Linked DNA regions of Hordeum vulgare: region 2 is linked to region 1. The links are chromatin contacts, called in public HiChIP or PLAC-seq maps. All regions are on one chromosome and are shown on one strand. The core of a region is the stretch at or near the end of the contact, and the rest is flanking DNA. Distances in the headings are between cores, read along the strand shown. Region 1 holds the start of LOC123401000 (armadillo repeat-containing protein 6). Region 2 holds the start of LOC123402730 (MADS-box transcription factor 22-like).

Evidence for each region. HiChIP or PLAC-seq counts read pairs in DNA pulled down with a chosen protein or histone mark.
Region 2: a contact with region 1 is called in an H3K4me3 HiChIP or PLAC-seq map of embryo, with 3 times the contacts expected there. The contact joins the promoter of LOC123402730 here to the promoter of LOC123401000 in region 1. A contact is called at or near these places in 2 of 6 Hi-C or Micro-C datasets (leaf and seedling) and 1 of 1 datasets of contacts at active chromatin or transcription factors (embryo).

What each region holds. Positions count from the first base shown.
Region 1 is chr6H:512,558,760-512,564,479 of MorexV3_pseudomolecules_assembly, forward strand. It overlaps LOC123401000 (armadillo repeat-containing protein 6), which reads left to right and starts at 2,338. Exons shown (of 8, transcript XM_045094716.1): 1 at 2,338-2,543; 2 at 2,636-2,929; 3 at 3,103-3,386; 4 at 4,107-4,235; 5 at 4,686-4,808; 6 at 4,923-5,030; 7 at 5,118-5,296; 8 at 5,413-5,720. The coding sequence starts at 2,411. The coding sequence ends at 5,536.
Region 2 is chr6H:512,738,871-512,744,590 of MorexV3_pseudomolecules_assembly, forward strand. It overlaps LOC123402730 (MADS-box transcription factor 22-like), which reads right to left and starts at 2,671. Exons shown (of 8, transcript XM_045096683.1): 1 at 2,176-2,671; 2 at 142-220. The coding sequence starts at 2,357.

The DNA.
Region 1 (5,720 bases), core at 1,088-3,587:
TCATTAATACTCAAAATAGTTTCGAGAGGATTCAGAAGCGTTTCGAGGTCACCAGAAGGGTTTCATAGGTTATCGAAAATAATATATAGGTGCAAAATGTTTTCGGTGATGTTAAATTATATATAAAAGGGTCTAATAATTATTAAAAGGATTTTATAAATAATTAAATATCGACGGGCCTTAAAAGGCCAAGAGGTGTAAGGCAACTTGGGCCACGAGGGCCCAAGTGAAGTGGGCCCCCCTCCCTTTTCCTTGTGGGGGGCGAATTAGAGTGGGGGAGAAGTCCAACTCCTCCTCCTTGCTCGGCACCCCAAGGATGGACTTTCCCCTCCTTGATGGCAGCCCCTCCACTGCCCTCTAATCTATGGCCATGTTTGGAACCACAATAGATTATGATAATCTGGATTATGAAGATAGATTATATAATCTGGTTTATAAAAATAATCTAGGTGGACATGTTTGGAGGCCAGATTATATAAAGTGTAATCCAGGTTTTACATTGCATAATGACTTGTGTGCCCTCTGTTTTTTTTTAAAAGAGGAGGGTGGTGGTGGTAGGAATGTAATTAACTCCAACTTTACAAGGGTAATGGGTCATTAGCAATCCATAATCTGATTTTAGCTGGGGTAGAGTAGATTATGAGTTTTTAATAATCTGACCATCTAGTTTTTATAATCTACACCATAATCTGTCCTATTTGGAGACAGATATTATAAAAACTGGATTATATAATCTGAGTGGTTCCAAACAGGGCCTATATATACTTGAGGCATTGGCTCTATTGTTTACACAAGTTCTGGAGTCTCCTCTAGTTCATCTAGTTCTAGTTTTAATTGGTCATAGTTGACTAACTAGAGCTAGACATAGTTCCTCTAATCCTCATAAGAAGTCTAGTGTGGTTCTAATCTCCTCACTCTAATTCTCTGGCGACGATAAGCTCTGGACGGCGAAGCGCTGCCGGACCATGAAGAACGTACGCTTGCAACCAAGTAGAGAGGTCGTGCTTTCGGTCGTCAGTTCGAGAGATCGTTTGTGGGCGGTTCGTGAGATCGTTCATCTACGGTTCAAGGAACTTCATCAACGATCTACACCGTCTCGTCTTCTTTCGCTTCAACTCGGAGTCGATAACAACCCGATCCCAACCGTTCATTGCATCTTCACAGTGTTCCTGATTGATTGTAGGACGGTTTTTTGTTTTGTTTTTTACTATGTTTCCTAACACTAAGTTCATTTCCAATGAGGACCCTCAAACCACCCCGCATGTGTATGTAACTCATGCATGGCGCACTAGACCCTCTTGGGTGTATTTTCCAACATCTCCGCTACCACTGGCCTATTTGACATGAGTTTACCTATAGCCCGAGGATCTATCCGCTTACTCCACGCTCCCTTCTTCCCTAACTTCACCCCTCCCCCCTTCTCCGCGACCGACGACGTCATTTTCTTCATCAGTTCTTCAACTACCTCCATCGCCATGGCATCCCACTGAAACTCTAAGATTCTCGACGGCTTTGCAGTGGGTATTACGACCGCGTGGTGGCGACCCAAGGGGGAGGTAGTGAGGTGGATTAGGTGTTGGATGATCTAGAGTTGGTGCCACCTCAAACTTGTGAACTGGGTTTGGGCAGAAGGTATGGGTTTTTTGGTGGATCGTGATGTTCTCGTCGCATCGATCTGGTTTTGAGTGATAGGTTAGTCAGAAGGATGAGCGCCGAGATCTGGACGAGGATCAACCTCGCTGACAAAAAAACATGAGTCGTCAAGGAAACCCTTCGCGCCAGGCCTCGAGTGACCTCAACTATTATTTTTATTATTGTTGTGATGATGTGCTAGGTGTGCGAGCGTCGATAGGTGGGCAAAATTAACAAATTTAACCCAAAAGCCAAAATATTTCACAAACTAAACTATGTTTGGAAAAAATTCACTCAGCTGACACTTTTGTGTGGCGCCGACAGTCGGGCGTCACACTACATTGTGTGACGCCTTTGTCTTAGGCGCCACACCGTGTAGTGTGGCGCCGATGCCTTAGGCGTCACACTAGGTCTCAGACGTCACACAACGTAGTATCGGGCGCCACACAGTGTAGTGTGACGCCTAAGACAAATGCGTCACACAAAAGGGTCAGGTGGGTGAAAAATATTCAAACATAGTTCAGTGTGTGCATTAGTTTGGTTTTTGGGTCAAAAAAATTCATTTTGCCTCGATAGGTGTGGGGTGTCTTGCCTTTGGACAATCTTAAGCGTTGAATTTCGTTTGGATGGCTGATACGTGGGCGCATGTTGCGGCGTGACCAGTTGCCCTGATATCTGTCCGAGGGGAGCGGAAACCCCACACCAAACCCTTCTTCTCCCCACTCTTCCATCTGTTCACTCCGCAGTCCGCACCGAAAAACAACAAGCGGGGCAGGAAATGGCGATCGCGATCTCGCAGGAGGCCTTTGACGACATGGTCCGGGAGAACATGGAAGACCTGGGAATGGACCCCGAAGAGGCCCTCGCCGACGCCGTAGACGCCCTCACCCTCCAGGGCGCCAACCTCTCCGGTACTCACGAACTCCTCCCCATCCTCTCCAGGGCTTCAGATCTCCTATCTCTCTTGCACGCGGTGAACTGAGCCTCTCACCGCATCCTGCAGGGATCATCAGACGCGTGCCTGGGGACGCCTCAGCGGAGGAGGTGAACCCGGTGATGCGGGTGCTGGACGAGCTGAAGGCCTCCTCCAGCGGCAGGTCGGGGGAGGATCTTGATAGGCTGGCCCCTTTGCTCGACGAGTTGCTCGAGCTGTGCTCCGGCGAGGGGGCGGAGAATGCGGCCGTGGCGGCGCGGAACGGCGGCGTGGAGGCGCTCGTCGCCCTGTGCTCGTCGGCTGGGGTTAAGCAGGAGAGGCTGCTTGCTTCGGGCTTGAAGGCGCTGAGCTCCCTGATCCGTGGTATGTTGCTGCCTCCGCGAATGTTCTTTGATAGGAGGATGTTCTATTGACTTTGCGTTCCAGACTCCAGAGGATAGATGTGAGGGTTTTAATTTTCTCCATATGATCTAGCCATCTACCAGAACAGCATTCTCTTTTCGTTGTCTGACATTTGGGGATGAACTAATCTGTAGATGTGGGGAGTACTGAGAAATTCAGGCAAAGCCAAGGGCCCAAAATTGTCATGGATATCTTGAATGGAGCATTGGAAAATACAGATGTACTGGATGGTGGTTTTGGTGTCGTGGCAATGGCATCTGCTGGCAATGAAGTTGTGAAAGATGCCTTCATGGACTTGAAGGTCGATGAACTCATTCTGGAGGTTATGAGGAACAAATCGAATAGTAAAGTGCAAAGCGTGTATGATGCCATACGTGTTCTTCTGACACCTGATGATAACCGAGTGGTGGCTTCTCAAGTATGTCCTATGTGCTTGTAGAATTATGTCAATACTTACCCTAATTTTACATTAACAAGTGCATCATTTTGGTTTGCACATTTGTTACTCGGTTTGAATTTGATACTCATGAAATTAGTTTACCGGAGATAAATCCATATGGGGAAATTTGATTGAGTTATAATAAAGTGTTGTCTGTATGAGATGCATAGTAGGCTAAATTAGGTGTTAAAATATAAATTTGGTAGCTTTATTTTAACTGCAATCCAGCATGATGTATAAATAGTGGTGGACGTCTCAATGTAGTTAGATTTCGTATCCACAACAACAACAACAAAGCCTTTAGTCCCAAACAAGTTGGGGTAGGCTAGAGGTGAAACTCATAAGATCGTATCCGTAGGAAAATATTGACATGAACTTTTGGTGATGGTTAGATACTAGACAGAATGTTCACAAAAAATAATAGTAGCTAACTTGGTATCACATGGTTTCATATTTTGAACATTCTGGTTTCTCAATGTCATCAGCACATGTACATCTTGCATTCTTGCTTGCAAGTTGACACTGCAATTTACTTATATATCACCCGATGCATCCCGATGCATTTGATTTTAATATGTTCAGTTTATGACTTCATTATAAACTCATGTACCTTAATAATTTGTCTGTTAAGGAATTAGGCCTTCTTGTATGAATGAAGTTTGGATCCAAAGAGATGAGATTGACAGACTTGTGATGCAGGTATATGGATATTCACGGAAATTTGCAGAAATTGGCGTCGCAGAAGTTCTTGTCATCGCACTCCGCAAGCAAGTTGCTCCATCCAGCTTACCATCAGCTTGTGCTGCTTTGAAAGCAATTGCTGTTAATGTAAGAATAAACTATGATATATGCGTATCCCATATATGATACTTAAAACGTTTTTTTTTGTTATGGTTTCAATTTCTGCAGTAGTGAGGCTCCATTTTTCATGAGGCAATTTTTGGTATCATCAGTTTTAAACTTTATTTGGCCAGTAGAATATGAATTGCAGGCAACTAGAACATGAAAAGCTTGATGTTCATAAAATTTCCGACATGTTATTGTTCTTCCTTTTACTTATGGTCCTGCGTATGAAAAACTTATTTCCTACTCCCTCCGTCCCAAAATAAGTGTCTTAAGCTTAGTACAAATTTATACTAAAATTAATACAAAGTTAAGACAGTTATTTTGGGACGGGGGGAGTATATGCCTATATGGAATTGTGATAACAAATAAAACAAGTCATTTACCCTGAATGCTTTGAGAACCTCACCATCTTTAGTTCTTGTGTCACCACAGGAAGAAATATGCCGGTCCATATCTGAAAATGGTGGGATTGATGTCCTTCTTAAGTGCATCGATGAGGCTGGCGTACAGAAGAACAAAGTTATAGCAAAATCTTGCTGCTCTTTGCTGTCTAAGGTATGGTAGTATGGCACAGCACTGCAATATTACTGTGCCGCAGGAATCCCTTCTTTTTCTATGAGAAAAATCCTACTTTGATTAAATCAAACTTACATCACATTCTTCTTGAAGCTGGCTGGAAGTGATGCAAACAAGGCCAATATCATTCAGCAAGATGGTTTTGATAAGTTCTTGACGTTAGTGTCCAGATTTTCTGAAGACCCGTCAGTAATACAGGAGGTAATACACACAAATGTGCAATGCTGAAGAATTTGTATACTGTATGAGCCATTTCCATATCGTGTAACGAGCTAACTGAATGTGTAGGTAATGTCTATGGTGCAAATCCTTACATTGCGGTCACCAGAACATGCAGCCCGTGCAGTCGCCCTAGGCTACGGCACTCTGGCCATACAGACAATGCAAAAGTTCCCATCCTCCGCGCTGACTCAGAAGCAAGCATGTCTTATGATTCGCAATCTCGTGGTCAGAAACCCTGAAAACAGGTATGATGTAGAAGCCACATCCCTCTGAAATCTACAACCCTGCAGCTGGTGTTTACTCCCAACATTCTGTGATCACGCTTCTTGCTGCATCTCAATGCTTGTTTTTACCATCGCAGGACGATCTTGCTTAATGAAGGTGTGGAGAAGCTTATCAGGAAAGCCAAGGCAATACATGGAAGCTGCAAAGCTGCTGCCACAGATGCCCTGAGAGACCTGGGGTTGGACAACTACAACGCGTAGAAAACCTAGATAGCCCACCGCTTGTAAAGTTTGCCTATCTGAGGATGTTTTTGAAAAAAAAAATATCTGGTCCCATTTTTGTGGGGATTTTGAATTGTGCGGTTACATGTTCTGATTACGTATGTATGTGCGAAGTTCGAACCTACAAACAGAAATATCCTGAGCTACTGAATCTATGACCTGC
Region 2 (5,720 bases), core at 1,421-3,920, 180 kb after region 1:
AGGTTAGTCCTTGAATACAAGATATTTTATTTTGGGTCACATCCTTATGTTGCTCATGTAGATTCACAAGTATTAGGATGCTATAATCAAAGAACTTTAATTTGCTGGCTAACATCAATGAGGGTGAGAAGTGCTTATTACGTTCAAGTCAAGAGTAGGCTGGTCTGTTTTCCCCAGGTTCTTAGAATGCGTGCTGTACTTGTCGATGATCTCATTCATACTGTCCAAGGAAAGGCAATATCAGTACCACATGAAGCTGCAACTATCCAACAAAAAGGAAATGACTAAAATAAATGTGATACGGTGATGTTCAGAATTATACAGGGGCACCATGACATTAACTATAGTCACTTTGACAGTTCATTGTAACAATGACCGTGACAAAGAAAAAACAGCCCCTAACTAATACATTTCAACATATATAAGATGATGCTGTTAGTGCCATGGGCTACGACTAAACAAACAGAAGAGAAAGCTAAAGCATGTTTATTTCTTAAACGAAGAGAGACTCTCCTTAGCCAGATTGAAAGTAAGAATGGTTTTTGAATCCAAATAGCTTAGTGAGAAAGCATCGAAACTGAGTCTACATCATTTTCTCATTAACTTTGTATAGTTAGATGGTCTCAGCATTTATCATGTACCATTCAGTTCAGATTATTCTTTAATTGCTTAAACAAATACTAATTACTTGCTCAGGTTCCTACAAGTGACGAAAATATATTGCGCCGCGGAGGAAATTAATGCTGGACTCAAGTGTCCTTACATTTTGCTAGATCCTACTGTTTGCTGCTAATAAGAGTTCCAAGTCATAGTGATTTGCTTGTAATGCTATGTTAGACAAATGCGTGGTTATTGATAATTACTGAAGTTGGAATCCAAAAAAATTAGAACACCGGAGGACTCCTCAAAATGTTGCTATTGTTTAACCCGACAGTTACTGTTTAAAAAAGAAGTTGAGATCATACACACTAATTGTGTATGATCTCAACATCCTCAGCTAAACAAATGTGTATCCTTTGATTAGCTGAGGAATCTTTTCAATGCCAACATATACAGCACAACTAAGACTATTTCATCTTTAATAAATTCTTTCAGTACCATTCTTGAAAGAAAGAAAAAACTTCCAGTACAGTGACATCCGCATGTAAAGCCAGTACATAAGTTCAAGAAGCGTGATGCACCGTTCGAAGTTACATGAGAATCTCGTAAACAAACATAATGCACAAGATGCTACTGTGTTAGAATACTATGTAGCTAACTAGGACAAATTATCCCCGAACGGTCACGCTGAACTGCAGAGTATGGGACCTGAACAAAACAAGTGGAGGACATCAGCACAACAATCTATATATGGACCACAAATATATCGTTGCTTTCTCCCGTCGAGGAAGCTTCACACCCAAACTAAGAAGAAAGGAAAAGAGGCGACGAACAATGCGTGCAAGAGTACAAATAATATCTCATCAAACAACAGTAACCGATATCTACAGTACATACGAGTACAGATAAAAATAACAAGCTGCACAGAACACGAAGTCCACATTAGAAACCAGCGAGCGACGCAACGTAGGAGTAGCAGCACATAAAATCACAAGTCCGGCCGTACGCCATTAGCAGGCTCAACTTTGCCCCACCGGAGCACTCGAGGGGCATCCTCTTGGATGAGACCACAAGAACGGACGATGCATAAACATACGCAGCGAATAGAAACGGAAGCTGCGGCACTGGCAAAGGCCCGCATGCTCTTCAGTCTCAACACACCGCTCGATCGGGTAAAAAAAAGAAGCTCAACAGAAAAATCTGCAACCAGCTACAGGAGCATTATACTACTATCCTACAGTGAACAGACACAAAATCCCCATTTCGGCAACAAAAAAAAACGACAGCCGCAGACGTAACTAGAGGATCCGTTGCGGGCGGCGCTAATTAAGCAACGCGATCCGCCCCGCTAGCACGTCGCATGATGCATGCCGGGCGCGCGAGGCGCGGAGAAGCACACGGCACAGACATGCGGCCCGCGAGGAGGCGCAGCATGAACCCTAGGCGGGCCGGATCCTGCGCCCGGGAAGGCCGGAGGGGAAGAGAGAAGGGCAGATCTACGGACCGTCGCGAGACAAGACGAGACGAGAAGGAGCGGCGCGCAGCGGGAGGGACCAGGGACGTATATGTATGTACCTGGAGCTGGCGAACTGGGAGAGCTTGCCGGTGGAGGAGAAGACGATGAGCGCGACGTCGGCGTCGCAGAGGACGGAGAGCTCCTCGGCCTTCTTGAAGAGGCCCCGGCGGCGCTTGGAGAAGGTGACCTGCCGCGCCGCCGCGCTCTCTATCCGCTTTATCTCCCTCCGCTCCCGCGCCATCGCGTCTCCTCCGGTCCTCCCTCCTCCTAGGTCCCGGTCACCGACCGATCGATCTCCCCGCCCCCGCGCGCTCTCTCCCCCCGCCACCACCCACGCCGAGGTAGCGCGCGTCGCCCGGGCAGGCAGGCAGGCAGGCTGGCTGGGAGCACCGAGCGCGGCTCACTCGCCGATGCGGCGGGAGGGTTGCGGTCGCGGTCGCGATGGGGGATGCGAAAGGAGAGGAGGGGAGAGGAAAGGGGAGGGGGAGGTGGAGTGGAGGAGGCGACGCGGACGCGGGGGTCGGGGTCTCGAGACGGGGACCAGCGCTTCGCTTTGCTCCTATTGGCAAACGGGGGTGTGCTACTAATAAAAACCGGGCCGACCGCGGCCCGGGCCAGCCCACGCGAGGTTAAGCGCATATAAACAAAGCGCGATTATTCAACGAGGCACGGGGGTGGGGGCCGCCGGCCCAGTCATTGTTTATGCATGCGACACGCGACTGCGGCGCCGGAGCAGAGAGGGGGGAGTGGACGGCTGGCTGGCTGGCTAGGGGGGAGTAGAGTAGCTGGGCGGGGGCTGGGTGGGTTGATGGATGGGGGAAGGGGGGGAGGAAAGGGAGGGTGCCGGAAATGGAAAGGGTGGCGCGGCCGGACGAGAACAGTACTGGCTGTAGCAGGCGGCCGTGCCTGAAGGAAGGAAGGAAGGAAGGAATCGAGGGGGGAGGGAAGGCCGGAAAGGAAAGGGAAGCCAGAGCTAGGCTGCAGAGTAGAGCCGTAGGGGAGAATTGATTCCTTGCTGCATGGGCAGCACGCACGGGCACGGCCGCGTACTCCACTGCAGACCCCCGGATTCCCTGTTCCGGCAACCACTCTGTGGCTCGCTTGCCATGCCTTCCCTCCCCTCCCTCGTTTGTTTTCGCTTCAGTTTCCTGCGTGCGGGCTGGGCGGCACCCGCGGCCGCGTGGTGTCACTGCAGACGCCCGGATTCGCTGTTCCGGCCCCGGCCCCGTGCGCCGCGATGCTGGTTTGGCTTTCCCTGGTTTTGGGCTGGCTTCTCTCGTTTTCCGCTGGGTTTCTTGCTGTCTCGTCTTCACCTTGTGACCCGTCCTCCGTCTCCTCCTTTGCTCGGCTGTTTCCTGAAATTCAGATAGATTTGCTGGACTTTGTGAAGATTACTGGAATGGTAATTAAGGTGGAAACCTTTTTGTGATGGATATCTTTATATATTTTAGATGTGTAAAATGTACAAGATTGTGCGGTTTCATAAAGGCTAGCGAGATATCGTATCACCATATTATATCGTGATTGTTTTGACAAACTGTTGACATGTGAGATATCTTATTATTGTTTGCTAGTTGGTTATGTATTATCATCGTTGAATATGATGCTTAATTATTATCATGAATGTGGTTAAATATGATTTATGTTGAAAACTTAAACATTAGAAAAGCACTAGACGATGCCCCGCGCATTGCTGCGGAAAATTTATTAAACAATATATGAATAAATATTAGAAAACTAATGTTAATGCAAAAACCATTATAAAAATGTCTTGTTTAATTATCTAGAAAAAAATCATGCATGAGGGTATGTTTTGCACGAAGTGATTAATGAAAAAAGTAACTTTTGACTACATGCATGATTTGATGATGTAGCATTGTTACGTGAAAAGGAAAACTATGTATTAGGTTCTAGCTATTTAAAAATAGAAGATATGTATAATGACAAGAATAAAAGAGTTTTTTTTAATTTTCTTTATCATTTTCAGTTCTATCAACTGAATTGCTTAATGACGAGCAATGAGTTAAACTTGGGGAGTTGATAGGTCTTCAACGTATCTACTTTTACTCTAGTTTTGACCTCTAATTTGCATGATTTGAATAAAACTAACTCATACTGATGTTGTTTTCAGCACAACTACTTTAGCGTTATTTTCGTGCAGAAATAAAAGTTATCGGAATCAGATGAAACTTTTTGTGAATTATTTGTGGGATTTATAAGGAATTATGGAGCGAAGACCTGTCGGGGGAAGGTGTGTTAGGGGGGCACAAGCCAACACATGTGTGTTGGAAGTATTTCCAAGGTTGATGTGATCACCATCGCACGCTCTCCTTACCTTTCGGATTAGTATTGAACCTAAATAAATGTTATTTGGTGTTTGCGTTGAGCATAAACATGATTAGATCGTATTTATTGCAATGCGGTTATTCATTTAAGTCAGAGAATTATGATTATTCTGTTTACATGAATAATACCTTCAATGGTCATCCACCCAATGTGAATGGTTTATTGAATCTCGGTCGTAGTGATACACATGTTCATAGTATGTATGCCAAAAGATACAAAGTTTGTAATGATAGTACCACTTACTTGTGGCACTCCGCTTAGGTCATATTGGTATAAAACGCATGACGAAGATCCATAGTGATGGATCTTTGGACTCACTCGATTTTGAATCATTTGATACATGTGAACCATGCCTATCGTTGTAAATGCATGAAGAAACTCCATGCAGATGGATCTTTTGTACTCACTTGATTTTGAATCATTTGAGACATGCAAACCATGCCACATGGGCAAGATGACTTGAGGCCTCGTTTTCGAGTAAGAATGAACAAGCAAGTGACTTACTGGAAATAATACGTTTTGATGTATGCAACCCAATGACTGTTGAAGCACGCAGTAGATATCGTTATGTTATTACTTCACAGATGATTTGAGTAGATATATGTGTATTTACTTGATGAATCACGAGTCTGAAATACTAAAAAATTCAAGCAATTTCACACTGAAATTGAAGATCATCATGACAAGAGGATGAAATGTCTACGATATGATCGTAGAGGTGAATATCTAAGTTGCGAGTTTGGTATACATTTAAGACAATGTGGAAATTGTTTCACAACGCATGCCACCTGGAACACCATAGTGTAATGGTGTGTCCAAACGTCGTAGCCGCGCCCTATTGGATATGGTGCATACTATGATGTTTCTTATCGAATTACCACTATCATTTTGGGGTTATGTAATAGAGACAACCACGTTCACTTTAGATAGGGCACCATATAATTCCTTTGAGATGACACCGTATGAATTATGATTTGGCAACAAACCTAAGTTTTCATTTCTTAAAGTCTCGGGCTACGATGCTTATGTCAAAAGGCTTCAGTCTGATAAGCTCGAGCCCAAAACGGATAAGTGCATCTTCATAGGATACCCAAAGAAAATAGTTGGGTATACCTCCTATCTCAGATCCCAAGGCAAAGTGTTTGTTGCTAAAATGGGTCCTTTCTCAAGGAAGAGTTTCCCTCGAAAGAATTGAGTGGGAGGATTGTGGAACTTGATGGGTTTTTTGAACCATCACTTCAACCAAAGAGTAGAAGGG